Linked DNA regions of Zea mays: region 1 is linked to region 2. A link is a contact called in public Hi-C data. All regions are on one chromosome and are shown on one strand. The core of a region is the stretch at or near the end of the contact, and the rest is flanking DNA. Distances in the headings are between cores, read along the strand shown. Region 1 holds the start of LOC100277064. Region 2 holds the start of LOC100283964.

Evidence for each region. A called contact is a pair of places that touch in the nucleus more often than the background predicts.
Region 1: a Hi-C map of endosperm shows a contact between it and region 2, with 3 times the contacts expected there. The contact joins the promoter of LOC100277064 here to the promoter of LOC100283964 in region 2. A contact is called at or near these places in 6 of 25 Hi-C or Micro-C datasets (bundle sheath, ear, endosperm and 3 more).

The regions. Positions count from the first base shown.
Region 1 is chr1:46,383,522-46,390,187 of Zm-B73-REFERENCE-NAM-5.0, reverse strand. It overlaps LOC100277064, which reads left to right and starts at 1,981. Exons shown (of 4, transcript NM_001150731.1): 1 at 1,981-2,405; 2 at 6,212-6,281; 3 at 6,400-6,489. The coding sequence starts at 2,022. The coding sequence ends at 6,458.
Region 2 is chr1:45,976,192-45,982,488 of Zm-B73-REFERENCE-NAM-5.0, reverse strand. It overlaps LOC100283964, which reads left to right and starts at 2,977. Exons shown (of 10, transcript NM_001156862.2): 1 at 2,977-3,454; 2 at 4,122-4,207; 3 at 4,348-4,414; 4 at 5,217-5,359; 5 at 5,527-5,575; 6 at 5,732-5,869; 7 at 5,953-6,033; 8 at 6,203-6,297. The coding sequence starts at 3,239.

The sequences.
Region 1 (6,666 bases), core at 732-3,231, 410 kb before region 2:
AGGGTTGCTTCTTGGCGAAGACAGGGCCTCGGGCGAGCTGGAAATACGTTAGCCGCTGGAGGGGGGCCTCGGGCGAGGCGGAGATCCTCCGGGGTCGGCTGCCCTTGTCCGAGGCTAGGCTCGGGCGAGGCGTGATCGAGTCCCTCGAATGGACCGATCCCTGACTTAATCGCACCCATCAGGCCTTTGCAGCTTTATGTTGATGGGGTTACCAGCTGAGAATTAGGAGCCTTAAGGGTACCCCTAATTATGGTCCCCGACATCAATGGATCAATAACATTCAAAACTCGTGTGCACTTTATAAATCTTCACATCGCCTCTATTAGCGATCTTGTGAATAAGGTGATAGAGCTAAATTATATGCTTATATTTTTATGTGATTTAGGTTCCTTGGCCTATGTAATGGCACCATTATTATCACAATAAAGGCCCAAAGCATTAGACACGCTCAGAACCAAACCCCACTTAGAAACAAACATCCTGATTCAAACAGACTCCTTAGTACCTTCTAACGTTATTACATACTCGACCTCTATCGTAGAATCAGCCATCATCTCTTAATTTTTTCTAACTTATTACTCCTCCATTGAGGCATAACACAATTCCGAATGCGATTGACTATCATCTTTATTGATTTGGAAACTAGCATCAGTGTAACCATTTACAATGAGATATTCCTCACATGCATAAACTAGGAACATATCCTTAGTTCTTCGCAAATACTTTAGGATATCCTTTACAACCACCAGTGAGCCTCACTAGGGTTAGATTGATACCTACTTGTAATGCTCAGAGCATAAGTAAGATTTAGATGTGTATATACAATGACATACATGATGGATACGACCATGGAGGCATACATAATCACACTCATCATTTTTTTCTTATTAGGTGTCAAAGGACACCAAGTATCGCTTAGGGTAATGTCATTGTCATGTGACATTGGCAAGAAACCTTTCTTAGAATCTTGTATATTGAAGCATTTTAATACCTTGTCAATGTACGTACTTTGTCTTAATCCAATTAACACTTTTGATCTATCTCTATAAATCTGCATGCCTAAATGTAAGATTCCTCTTCTAGATCTTTCATAGAAAAACTATTTCTTAATGAATACTTGACGACTTGTAACATAGGAATATCATTTTCAATCAATAATATGTCATCTACATATACAACCATGAATACATGTGTGTGCTCCCACAATCCTTCTTGTAAACACAAGGCCCCTCTTCATTCTTGAAGCCAAAGATTTTGACTTTTTCATCAAAATAACAGTTTTGACCATATGATTTTGTACCTCAATCTAAAATTCTTTGCACTTTTCAAACGATTCAGACTTGTGCCTCGTTAAGTAGGCACACCCATATGGCCATATCTACTGAAGTCATCAGTAAAAGTGATGAGGTACTAAAAACCACATCTAGCTACTGAACTCATTGGTCCACATACCAAATAAGTCACTTGCTCTCTCACTTTGACCACTAAAAAGTGCCTTAGTCATCTTGCTACGTAAGCACAACCCACAAATCCCAAATGTTTCAAAATCAAGAGTTAAGAAGACCATCTTTGTGGATCATCTTTATGCATTTCTCATTTATATGACCTAAATAACAATGCTAGATAAAAGTGGGATTCAAATCATTAGACTAGAGACTTTTAGTATTAATGTTATGAACATATTTATCGTCAAGATCTAGGATCAACCAATTTTACCAGAAACTATACATACATGCTGTTTCAACTATACATACCAGTATTATTTATTATTTTAACAAAATTCTACGTGTCGTGATCACACCGATTGCTTCACGCGGTAGCCATTCCCACCCAAGAAATCAAAAAAGAAGACAGAAAAATAATTTAAAATTGTATAAATTCACCGCAATGTTCCGGCTCTTCCTTTCCACGCCACCAACTTTTCCACCTTTGGCAAAGGAGGACACCTCCTTTTCGCACAAAAGCCCCCGCATTTCTCTCAAATTCCCCTCTGTTCCCCTCCCAAGAAACCCCACATTTGCATGGGCAAGCACCTACCTGCCGCCGCCACCGCCGCCGCCGCCGCCGCGGTTCGCTCGTACGCCCGCAGCCTTCGCGTCCCATCCGATACCGCCGCATCCGCCGGGAGGGCAGATAAGACGCCGTCTGCCCCGCTGGATACGCCCAGGAAATCCGCTGCCGCCGCTGCCGCGGCCAGCTCCGGGCGGGCCGAGGTGCGGGATTTGGCGGCGGCGTGCGGGCTAGAGGCGGACGAGAGGGTTCCGCTCGCGGAGGTGGTGTCGGACTGCACGAGGCGGTGGTTCCAGGACGCACTCAAGGAGGCGCGCGCCGGCGACATCACCATGCAGGTGCTCGTCGGCCAGATGTACCGCAGCGGATACGGTGTCAACAAGAACGAGCACAAGGTGAGCCATTAAGATTCCGAGGCGGAAGCGGCTGCCTTAATCAATGTTTTGGTTCTGGGCTATCTGGCTTTCGGAGTATGGCAATTCTTGATATTGAATGGTTTCACTTTGGATCAGTTTTGGTCCTTAGTTACGGGCGGCTCCAAAACTTCCTCAGTGACTTGTCACAACTTAGTTAGGTTGTCCGCTACGCAATTTCTGCCTATTGTTGCAGTAGCGCTTGCTATTGGGGAAACGAGACTGTGTAGTTGTTAAATATTGTCCTTACTGGTAGTTTTGCAAGAAACTATGCACTTTTATTGCATATAATTGATATATGACACGATCATCAACCAAAAAAGAGCAGAAATGAATATCAGAAACTGTGATCTGTAAGATGATACATTTCCTGTCTAACTGGGGTGTTGGTTGACATGAGGAATAGAGGTGGCAGATTCATCCCAACTTATTTCACTGCATTTGTTGATAATAAAACTAAAGATTGCATTGTTCAGTTGTACTAATCATCCTGTTAAGATGCTGAAAGAAGCACTTGCTTCAACAACAGCAACAACAAAGGCTTTTAGTCCCAAGTTGGGGTAGCTAGAGTTAAAATCCAACGGAAACCACCAGACATAGATAGCTGTTTTTCATTCACTCTTATTTGAAAAGCTAAACCTTTGGATATATTTTATCCTTTTAAGTCTCCTTTTACTATTTATTCTCATGTCAACTTTGGTCTTCCCATGTTTGAATGTTTCCCTTCTCATTGCCATCATGTCTTGGGGGTGTTTGGTTTCTTTAATCACCCTCCTAAACTTTAGTGAATAAATTTTAGTCCCTAAAATTTCTATTTAGGAGGCCTCATTTAGTCATACCGTTTGACAATTTAGGGACTAAAAATGAAGTTTAGGATGTGGGAACCAAACACCCGTTAAAATTCCATTACACGTTGGTGCCTATGGAGGTCTCCGTTGGACATACCCAAACCATCTCAATCGGTGTTGGACAAACTTTTCTTCAATAGATGTTACCCCTAACTTATCACATATATCATCGTTTCAGACTCGACCTTGTCCTGTATGGCCACAAATCCAACACAACCTACACATTCACGCAACACTTATCTCTTGAACTTGTCGTTTTTTGTAGGTCAATATTCTACACTATAAAATATAGCAGGTCTAAGCCATTCTATAAAACTTTCTTTTTAGCTTTTGTTCTACCGTCTGGTCACATAGAACGCTAGATGCTTGATTCCACTTCATCCATCTTGTTTTGATTCTATGGAAGTATGGATAACATCGTCATCAATATTCCTGTCTCTCTATAGCATTGATCCTAAATAATGAAAGGTATCTTCCCTGTGCACTACTTGACCTTCCAAACTAACATCTCCTTCCTCATGCATAGTATTGCCGAAGTCACATCTCATATATTTCAGTTTTAGTTCTACTGAGTCTAAAACCTTTGGACTCTAGAGTCTCTCGCCAAAACTCCAGTTTCCTATTTACTGTTGCCTGACTTTCATCAACTAGAACTAAATTGTCCGCAAAAGCATACACCAAGATAATATCCCATTCTATTTCTCTTGTGATCTCATCCATCACCAATACAAAAAAGGTAAGGGCTCAAAGCTGACCCTTGATGTAGTACTAGTTCGTGTCTCGATCACTTGTTCGAACACTAGCCACAACATTGTTATACATTTCCTTAATGAGTCCAACATACTTTATTAGAACTTTATGTTTGTTCAAAACCCAGTACATAACAGTTCTTGATATTTTATCATAAGCTTTCTTCAAGTCATCCCTATACTGCTTCATTACTTATTAAGAAAATGGCTTCTATGGCTGACCTTCCTGGCATGAAATCAAGTTGGTTCATAGAAATCCTCGTTATTCCTTCAGACGATGCTCGTTAATTCTCTGTCATAACTTTATAGTATGGCTCGTCAACTTAATGCTCCGATAGTTAATACAAGTATGTATATCTTCCTTATTCTTGTAGATCGGTACCAATATACTTCTCCACTCGTTAGGCATTTTGTTCGGCGGGAAGATATGATTGAACAACTTGGTTAGCCACACTATAACTAGATCTTCGAGGCATCTCCATGCCTCAATCGGGATACCATCCGGCCCTATCACCTTACCCCCTTTCATCCTTTTCAATGCCCTTCTAACATCAGATTCTCGGATTCTACACACAAAGCGCCTATTGGTGTCATCAAAAGAGTCATCCAACTGAAAGGTTGTGTGCCAATCTCCATTGAACAATTTATCAAAATATTCTTGCCATTTGTCTAATCCTATCCTCCTTCACCAAGAGGTGCTCTGTTTCATCCTTGATGCACTGAACTTGTTTTAAGTCCCTTGTTTTCCTCTTACTGATGCTAGTCATCCTATATCTCTCTTTCTCTCCTTCCTTCGTGCTCAAACGTTAGTAATTATCCTTGTATGTCCTACCCTTTGTCACACTTGTAGCTCGATTTGCGGCTTTCATTGCTACCTTGTACTTGTTTTTGTTGTCCACACTTTTGTCATGATAGAAACATCTATATCATTCTTTTCTCTTCTTAATATCCCTTTGGACTTTCTCGTTTCATCACCAAGTATCTTTAGCTTCATCTCCACTCCCTTTGGTTGTTCCACACACCTCTGAGGCCACCTTCCAAATGCAGGTTGTCATTGTTGAAGCGTATAAGTGAATTGTCTACCTTCTTCTAATAGTTTAAGTTTTTGGGTTGAATTGGTTAGTGTGTCTACTCTAACATGGTATCAAAACTAGAGGTCTTGAGTTCGAATCCTTTCAGAGGCTAAATTTTTGTCTCCACCCATTTATTTCCACGTTTGCGCCTTTCTCCCTGGTTGCACGTGAGTGTGGGTGTTGAAGTGTATAATACTCTGTTTGGATGTCGATATTGGAGGGTTTGGAATTGAATTGGGTTCAATACCAAATCAGCCCTGGTATTCAAATGAGATGTAATTCCAATTCTATTGTTTGGATGTCACTAAATTGGAGTTTGGATTTGTGCGGTCTAATTCCATGCAATACAGAGGGGTGATGCTCTGTATTGGGAGAGAGAGTTTCTAGTTATAGTCCAATTCCAGGAAATTGGGTCTCTGATTCCAAATCTTAATTCCACGTGCAACCAAACAATAGAATTTTGGAAAGTTGATTCTAGTTCCCAATTCCGTGCTCCAATCTCTACATCCAAACGGGGTATAAGTGAATTGCCTACCTTCTCCTAACAACTTAAGTTTTTGGGTTGAACTGGTTAGTGCGTCAACTCTAACAATCATCTTCTCCCACATGTTGTTTGTGTCATCTTGTTCCTTTCAAGTGGCCTCTTTGATGCCCCTTTTTTGAATGGTACCACTTGTTATCACATACTCGGTGCTTGAGATATACATTCTAGAACTATTTTTTTTTCTTTGGCTGCCAGCCCCTTGTTACAAAAATTTAATAATAGGCCGCAAATAGGCGTGCGTAAATACTGAAGCTTAAATCTTATAAGACTGGATATGAATCCAGCAAATCTCTATTGTGCACTGGAGCCCGTAATAGATTTTGCAACTGCACAGAATAGGTTTGGATTTTGGAATCCAATGGGTAGTATGGGGTGTTAAAAAATGGAAAATAATGAAGAAAATATCTAATTGAACATTTGTTTCTGAGCTCACCCTTTTTTTCAAGAACCTCCATGAGAGCTGCAAAAGCAGGAAAAGCCCAGAGGGGCACTGAGCTCACCTGTGTTGGATTCTGTGATCATTCCTGTTGTATTTGCAACAAAAGTTTAACTGACCAACAACTTCATCATATAGGCAAGAGTTTGGATGGAGAAAGCATCAAGATATCGGTCTACAGTATGGAAAGTTAGCAATAAACGTCCAGGTCATATCTCACTTTCATTTCAATGTTTACAGGGCTCTTTGGTGTCTTCGTCATGCGAACAACTGTATAGATGCATATGGTCTTCTATTTGCTGACCTATCAGGTTCTTGTTTTGCAGGGTACAATGCCAGTGACTCGGACTCAGGCACAGATGATGCTAAGGAAACATGCAAATAAGAAAATTTGAGATTTTGACATTAATGGACGGGTAAGTTTCATGTACATGTGCCCTTTTCCTGGTAGCTAAGCATCATAATTGAGTTAATTAATTGAAGCACATTTGGTAGTTCATTTGTATGTTATACATTTAGCTGAAGAACATTTTCATTAGACAGTATTATCAAGACGATGTGGCAGCTTGTTAGACCTTTTCCATGTCCCATGC
Region 2 (6,297 bases), core at 1,728-4,227:
ACCAAACAGTCAACAGGGACGCTAAGAATTGCTCCCGTAAAGATAGTATTGACATCGTCATATTTTTCTCCTCTTGGGAGTCAGTACACCTGATGTTTGCCTTTACTAACATGAAACACATTTATAACAGTAAGACAGAGCGTGACCTTGGCTTGCCACCTCTTGAAGTGCATACCAAAGAATTTTTCTGGCTTCAACGCGTCGGCAAAACTAGCCATAGTTAAACCAGGAAATTGTCTACAATAAGATTTTTGGATTGTTGATAAATTAGACATATTGTATATTAAATTTCGAATATAAATCATAACCAACAATAAATAGTCTAGGTGTATGTTTCACAACAAGTAACCTAACAGATTACCTAACAACATAATTATAAAAATACAGCACATCTCTACCATAATAAATGAACCGGAGTATGATGTCAAATCAGATGATATGTACTGATCAGACATACTGGTAAACGACATGGGTCGAAGCAGTAAGGTCGACGACGTCGAAGCAGTAGAGTCAACGAGAAGAACCCGAGCAGTCGTTCCCAAAAACTTTATTCGCCCTCTCCCCGTGCAGGATCTCGAATGTGACAGGTTCTGAAGACCTGCTCTCCTGATCGCAGATACACGTCGGTACTCGGGATGAAGAAAACCACAACGGCGACACAGCAGTAAGCAGAGTCAAAAAAAACTAACACGTGGTTGGGATGAGATAGTCTCTAGCAAGGGCTAGCATACATCTTATATAGGACCACGTCTACGAAGCGACAAACTCACGATCTGATTTGATCGTGATCCGATAAGGTCGCGATGGGATAGCTAACTCCCTCGTTATATGTGGGCTTTTATGATTTTTCTAAGATTTAATTAAATTTCTTAGTTAGGTCAAGTCTGTAAATCCAACATCTGCATGAACTGTGGAATTTTCTTTTCGCAAAAGAAAGTGGCGTGTAAGCCAAACAATGTTGATCTTGAACCTCTTTCTCAGCGAAGATAAAAAGCACCTGGCAAAGGCCAAGTGATAGGATAGGAACTTGCACGCTGCTCTGGAAAACGTCGCTTGCTTTCATTCCTATCTGTCCGTTCTTTTTGTTGTAGTAAATAAATGAAAAGAAAACTTCTACCGGGGTAAAAATTGAAGTGGTAACATCAACAATTGCCTGGCGCGAGTAAAAGGAGCGCGCGGTGTGCAAGGGAAACTGCAACTGCAACATGGACTGCTGGCGTTTCGATTCTAGCTGCCGCACCGTATATTCCAAAGCGTACGTCGCTTCGCTTATGCCTTTGAGCCTTTCCCGATTTCGTCGTCGTCTTTTTCGCGTCCTCGCGTCGCCGTCTCTGACCCCAGCTGTGATCCGTGCTGGCAATGGCAAATGGAGGGGCGCGGTTGTTGGTGGCCGATGGGATTGTGAGCGCCACTTGCACTTGCACCTCACTCCCTTTCGACGTGATCCTCTTCCGTTCGATGAATCTGATGAAATCCACACTAGCGCCAAAGTGTCACCGGGCCTAAGAGTATCTCCAAAAGTTTACCAGAAGTCTCTCCTAAATCAAATTTTTTTGGAAAAAAAACATAAAAACGTGTCTACAACAGTTTTCCTAAAACGTTTATAACCTTTTCATAGCCCTTAAAACTCCTTCATTTTTGGGCTCCCTAAAAATAATTTGTCGTTTTAAGGAATCTGTTGAATAAGGGATTAAAATCTACCCCACTAATTTTTTAGATACCCCTTAAAACTGATTTTGATGAGTCATTTTCTAGAGAGCTGTTGATATGCTCTAACGTGCCTATTTCCTCGTGGACGAAAGATGGGACCTTGACGCAATAGAAATATAGAATTTGACAGGTGTCTGGTAGTCAAAGTCCCAATTCGAGAGAGCCACTTTTAACAGAACTAACAAAGTGTGTTACAGCTCTTTCTATTTATTAAATATAGAATATAAAATATAAAAATGTATGTATTTTGTTGGCGAAGTGAGTGTGGATATGGGTTTAGAGTTGACAACCATGGTTTAAATCCTCATTTATATAAAAGTTTAGTTTTTTATCATTTAAATTTTGGGAGCACGACGATAGCGAAAAACGTGAAAATTGTGCTTTATATAGTAGAAGAAGATATCATAAAAGTACACTCTCTCTATATAAAAAACACAATTCTAACATAGCATCATATTTTAAATTTAACCAATTATATTAATAAAATACCATGAGCCAATTAATTTTAGTTTGACTAGATTTATAAAAATAATATAAACATATTATATATCTATAAATGTGTTTACTATAAAATATATATATATATATATATTGCATAACTGATCTAATAATACATATTCGGTATTTTATATTACCAATTCTAATTTTTAGATAAACTAAATTTAAATTTTAGTTTTTATCAGGTACAAGGATGTCACGAATACAATCACGCGCGCACACATTTGTGCGCATCCAATACAAATATTAGAAAGACATTGAGAGGCCTAGACCTCTAGTACGTGCGACACACGCAATACTACTAAACATGCACACGTGTATATACTAAACCGGGAAAATCTTTAAGTGCTTGTTCGTTTTGCTCTCAAGATTGAGTAGGTTTAAATTCTAAATAAATCAAAATATTTTATAATTTTATAATACACATAGAATATAAATAACCGAACAAGTTCTAATGTGAGGTATAGTGTGGATCCTAGGATCGAACCTACGCCGGGCCGTTCGCTCATCTGCCAACGCGCCATACTGAAAATGCGAGGCGTTTTTTTTGGATGGAGGCGATGAACACGGTTTTAAAAAAGAGAATCGTTGATGCAGAATGGACCCGATCGTTACACATATCATTTAGGGCTATAAACCTAGTTAAAACTTCAAGACAACGGCCGTCTATGACCTAACTAAACAAGCCCATTGAGTACCTAAACCCGACGAAAACGCAAGCCTTAGAAAGCCCAGTAACCCGTCTTTGCCTAGGTTGTCCTGAAACCATCAAGCCCATTTTCTCGGCCTGCCTCGCGCAACTCGTCCCAGCACACCGCTGTGGCGCTGTCGTCCTCGCTCACCTCGTCCGTCCTCGTGAGCTCCGCCTGCCCTCCATCTGGACAGCTCCAGCCTCCAGCCATCTCCCCCCACCTGTACACAGTTACAAAGCTTGGCACTTCGCAGTTCGCACTCGCATGCTCTTCGCCCCTCGCGCTTACCGCTGCCGCGCCTCCCGACTTGCCGCCTCCGCCTAGCTCCGGGCTCTCCAATGGCCTCCATGCTCGCCATCCTCAGGCCCTCCGCGCCGGCCCCGCTCGCGGGGCGCCGGGCCAGGGCTGCCGCGCCGGCGACCGCGAGGGTGGCGCTATCTTCCAGATCTAGGTATTCGTCGGTCAGGGTGTCGCTCGGCTCCGAGGTTGCAGTGGGCGCCGACGCGCTCTTCGCCGACTATAAGCCCACCACCGCTTTCCTCTTCCCCGGCCAGGTACGCTGAGGCCCTCTTTTTTGCAAATTGCGGGCCGTGTGCACGCGCGTGGATTACCCACATGAGTAAATTCTGTGAATGGTCGCCATTATACGATGGTTTACGCAAGTAGAATGTCTTGACTTCGGAATTGAAGCCGGCAATAATGGTCACCTTTTTGCACGTTTCAGTAAACGTACATCAAATTTGGCAACAAAGGTTTAAGGTGTGATAGTTAGATACTTAGGGATACTCCCTCCGTACACAAATGTTGGTCATTCTCATTTTTCGAGGAGTCAATCATTTTTAACTTTGACCACAGTTATATAAGAAAATATTAATATTTATAGTATAGGAGTTTTATAGGAATTAGTTCAAAAACACAGGAAAAATGCAGGATTCAATAAATAATCCGAGCAAGAGACGTTACTTCACCGAGATACGTCTTTTGTATTTTTTACACTTATCCCCTTAGATACATTTATGTGGGTTGTACATGCCCGGTTGTGTCAAGAGTTTCTGTCGATTTATAATCTGGTGCTTTAGTGTGCTGTAATTGCATAATTCTAAAATAAATACCTCCACCGTTCTCCAATTAAATAATGACTTTTGAGTTATGGTTATGCCGACATCATTATGCCTATCCCCTACCCCACTGTCCATTTATTGCTGGATGCTTTGATTTCAGGGTGCCCAAACCGTTGGAATGGGGGCAGAAGCTCAGAGTGTTCCAGCAGCTACCAAATTGTTCAACCAGGCAAATGAAATCCTTGGGTATCTTCAAACCTCTATTAGTATATACACGTTTTTTTCATCTCTCCTGCTTTTGCAGTACTTATTTATAGTCCACAAGCGATCATCTTTCCAAAGAGTAGTGGTTACGCTAAAACTTTCCTTTGTACTGGTTAATCTAGATATGACTTGCTGGATCTTTGCACCAATGGACCAAAAGAAAAGCTTGACTCAACAATGATCAGTCAGGTAAGTAGATTTCTGAGTCCCAAGTAATTTTCACCAGTGGTGACATGCATAGTTAATTAACTTAATTCATTTTCTTTTCCATTCAACTTATTTTTCTCCTTCTAAATCTGTCAAAATCAAGTTGCCTGATCTATATGATGTAGTTTTTCATTTATATGCTTGACATGGAAACCTCAGATTCTTATGCACTGTTCTTAAGTACTACCCTTCTCTGTCTTGGTTACCAATACTTGCATTTTGAAGCTAGCAATTTTGTTCGGGATCTCCAGAAATTAATTCGTTAGTTTTGTTTAGAATAAGATGTATTGCATACTTGTATGTGTAAGGGAATGTGCAATGAAAGATGTTTAGACATGTGTGCTTAAGAAGAGAGAATATTGCCGTACCACAGAGCATCTACTCATTCCTACTCCCTCCATTCCAAATTACAAGATATTTTGTGTTTTCTGGATATATAGTTTTTGCTATGCACTTAGATATACATTATGTCTAGATGCATAGCAAAAAACAATGTATCTAGAAGAGCCAAAAGATCTTATAATTTGAAATAGGAGTACAATGCAAAAAGATGCTTCGGTAGGTTTAACTTCCTTGTTAACACACATTAAGCATTGCTGCTAACTTAAGCATCTTATCCACCTTCGAAGCATCAAGTGCTATGGTTGGAGAAGTTTTTTTTTATTAAGCATCTCCATTGTACATGCTCTAAATCTGCATAGGATTATTCCTTTGAATTACAATATATTTGCAGTCTTGTCAATTAAGTGCTATGTTCTGTCTGCTGAATATGTTCTTTATGCAGCCGGCTATATATGTCACCAGCCTTGCAGCAGTAGAGGTACTACGTGCACGCGATGGAGGCCAAGATGTGATTAACTCTGTAGATGTTACATGTGGTCTCAGTTTGGGAGAGTATACCGCTCTTGCATTTGCCGGTGCTTTTAGGTATTCCTTTCGTTCTATCCAGAAGCACTCATTTGTTATGTCAAACCATCTCCATCGTGGAATGAACAAAGCATACATGATAATTGATAAGCTTACTTTTGCAGCTGTAACTTGGATTTGATAGTACATCAACTACACACACTAACACATCCTATATCATCATGCAGCTTTGAGGATGGACTGAAGCTTGTCAAGCTAAGAGGAGAAGCTATGCAGGTTTGTCTACAGAAACACTATGAGATAATTTGTTTGATTTTGTCGATTGAATTGTAATGTTCATTATCTATGGTGGATGTAGTCTACAGTAATGCTAATAGATTGTTCTTTTGTTTGATTTTGTAGATTGATTTCTAATGTTCATTATCTGTGTAGGATGCTTCAGATGCTGCCAATAGTGCGATGGTTAGTGTGATTGGTCTGGATTCAGAAAAGGTGCAAGAACTATGTGATGCTGCTAATGACGAAGTAGATGAAAACGATAGAGTTCAAATAGCAAACTTTCTGTGCCCTGTAAGTGTTTTGTCTGATATTGTCGTTAACCTAATGCTGGCTCTTGATTAATATGAATCGAAGTACATAAAAATACATTGCAGGGGAATTATGCAGTTTCTGGTGGTGTAAAAGGTATTGAAGTAGTCGAAGCCAAAGCAAAGTCCTTCAAGGCCAGAATGACGGTCGGTGTTCCCACAATGTTTTGCTTGAGCCATATTTGTGGAATTATTATCTATAATTTTATATGGTTAACCATATTTTAGTTTTCAGTTCTTATGTCCCATTTTCCTTTTTGTTTCAATCTTAGTATGCTACCAAAGGAATTTACATTGTTAATCATTGTATTTCCAGGTTCGCCTAGCTGTTGCTGGCGCTTTCCATACTAGCTTCATGCAACCAGCTGTTTCAAGATTGGAATCTGCGTTGGCTGCCACTGAGATTAGAAC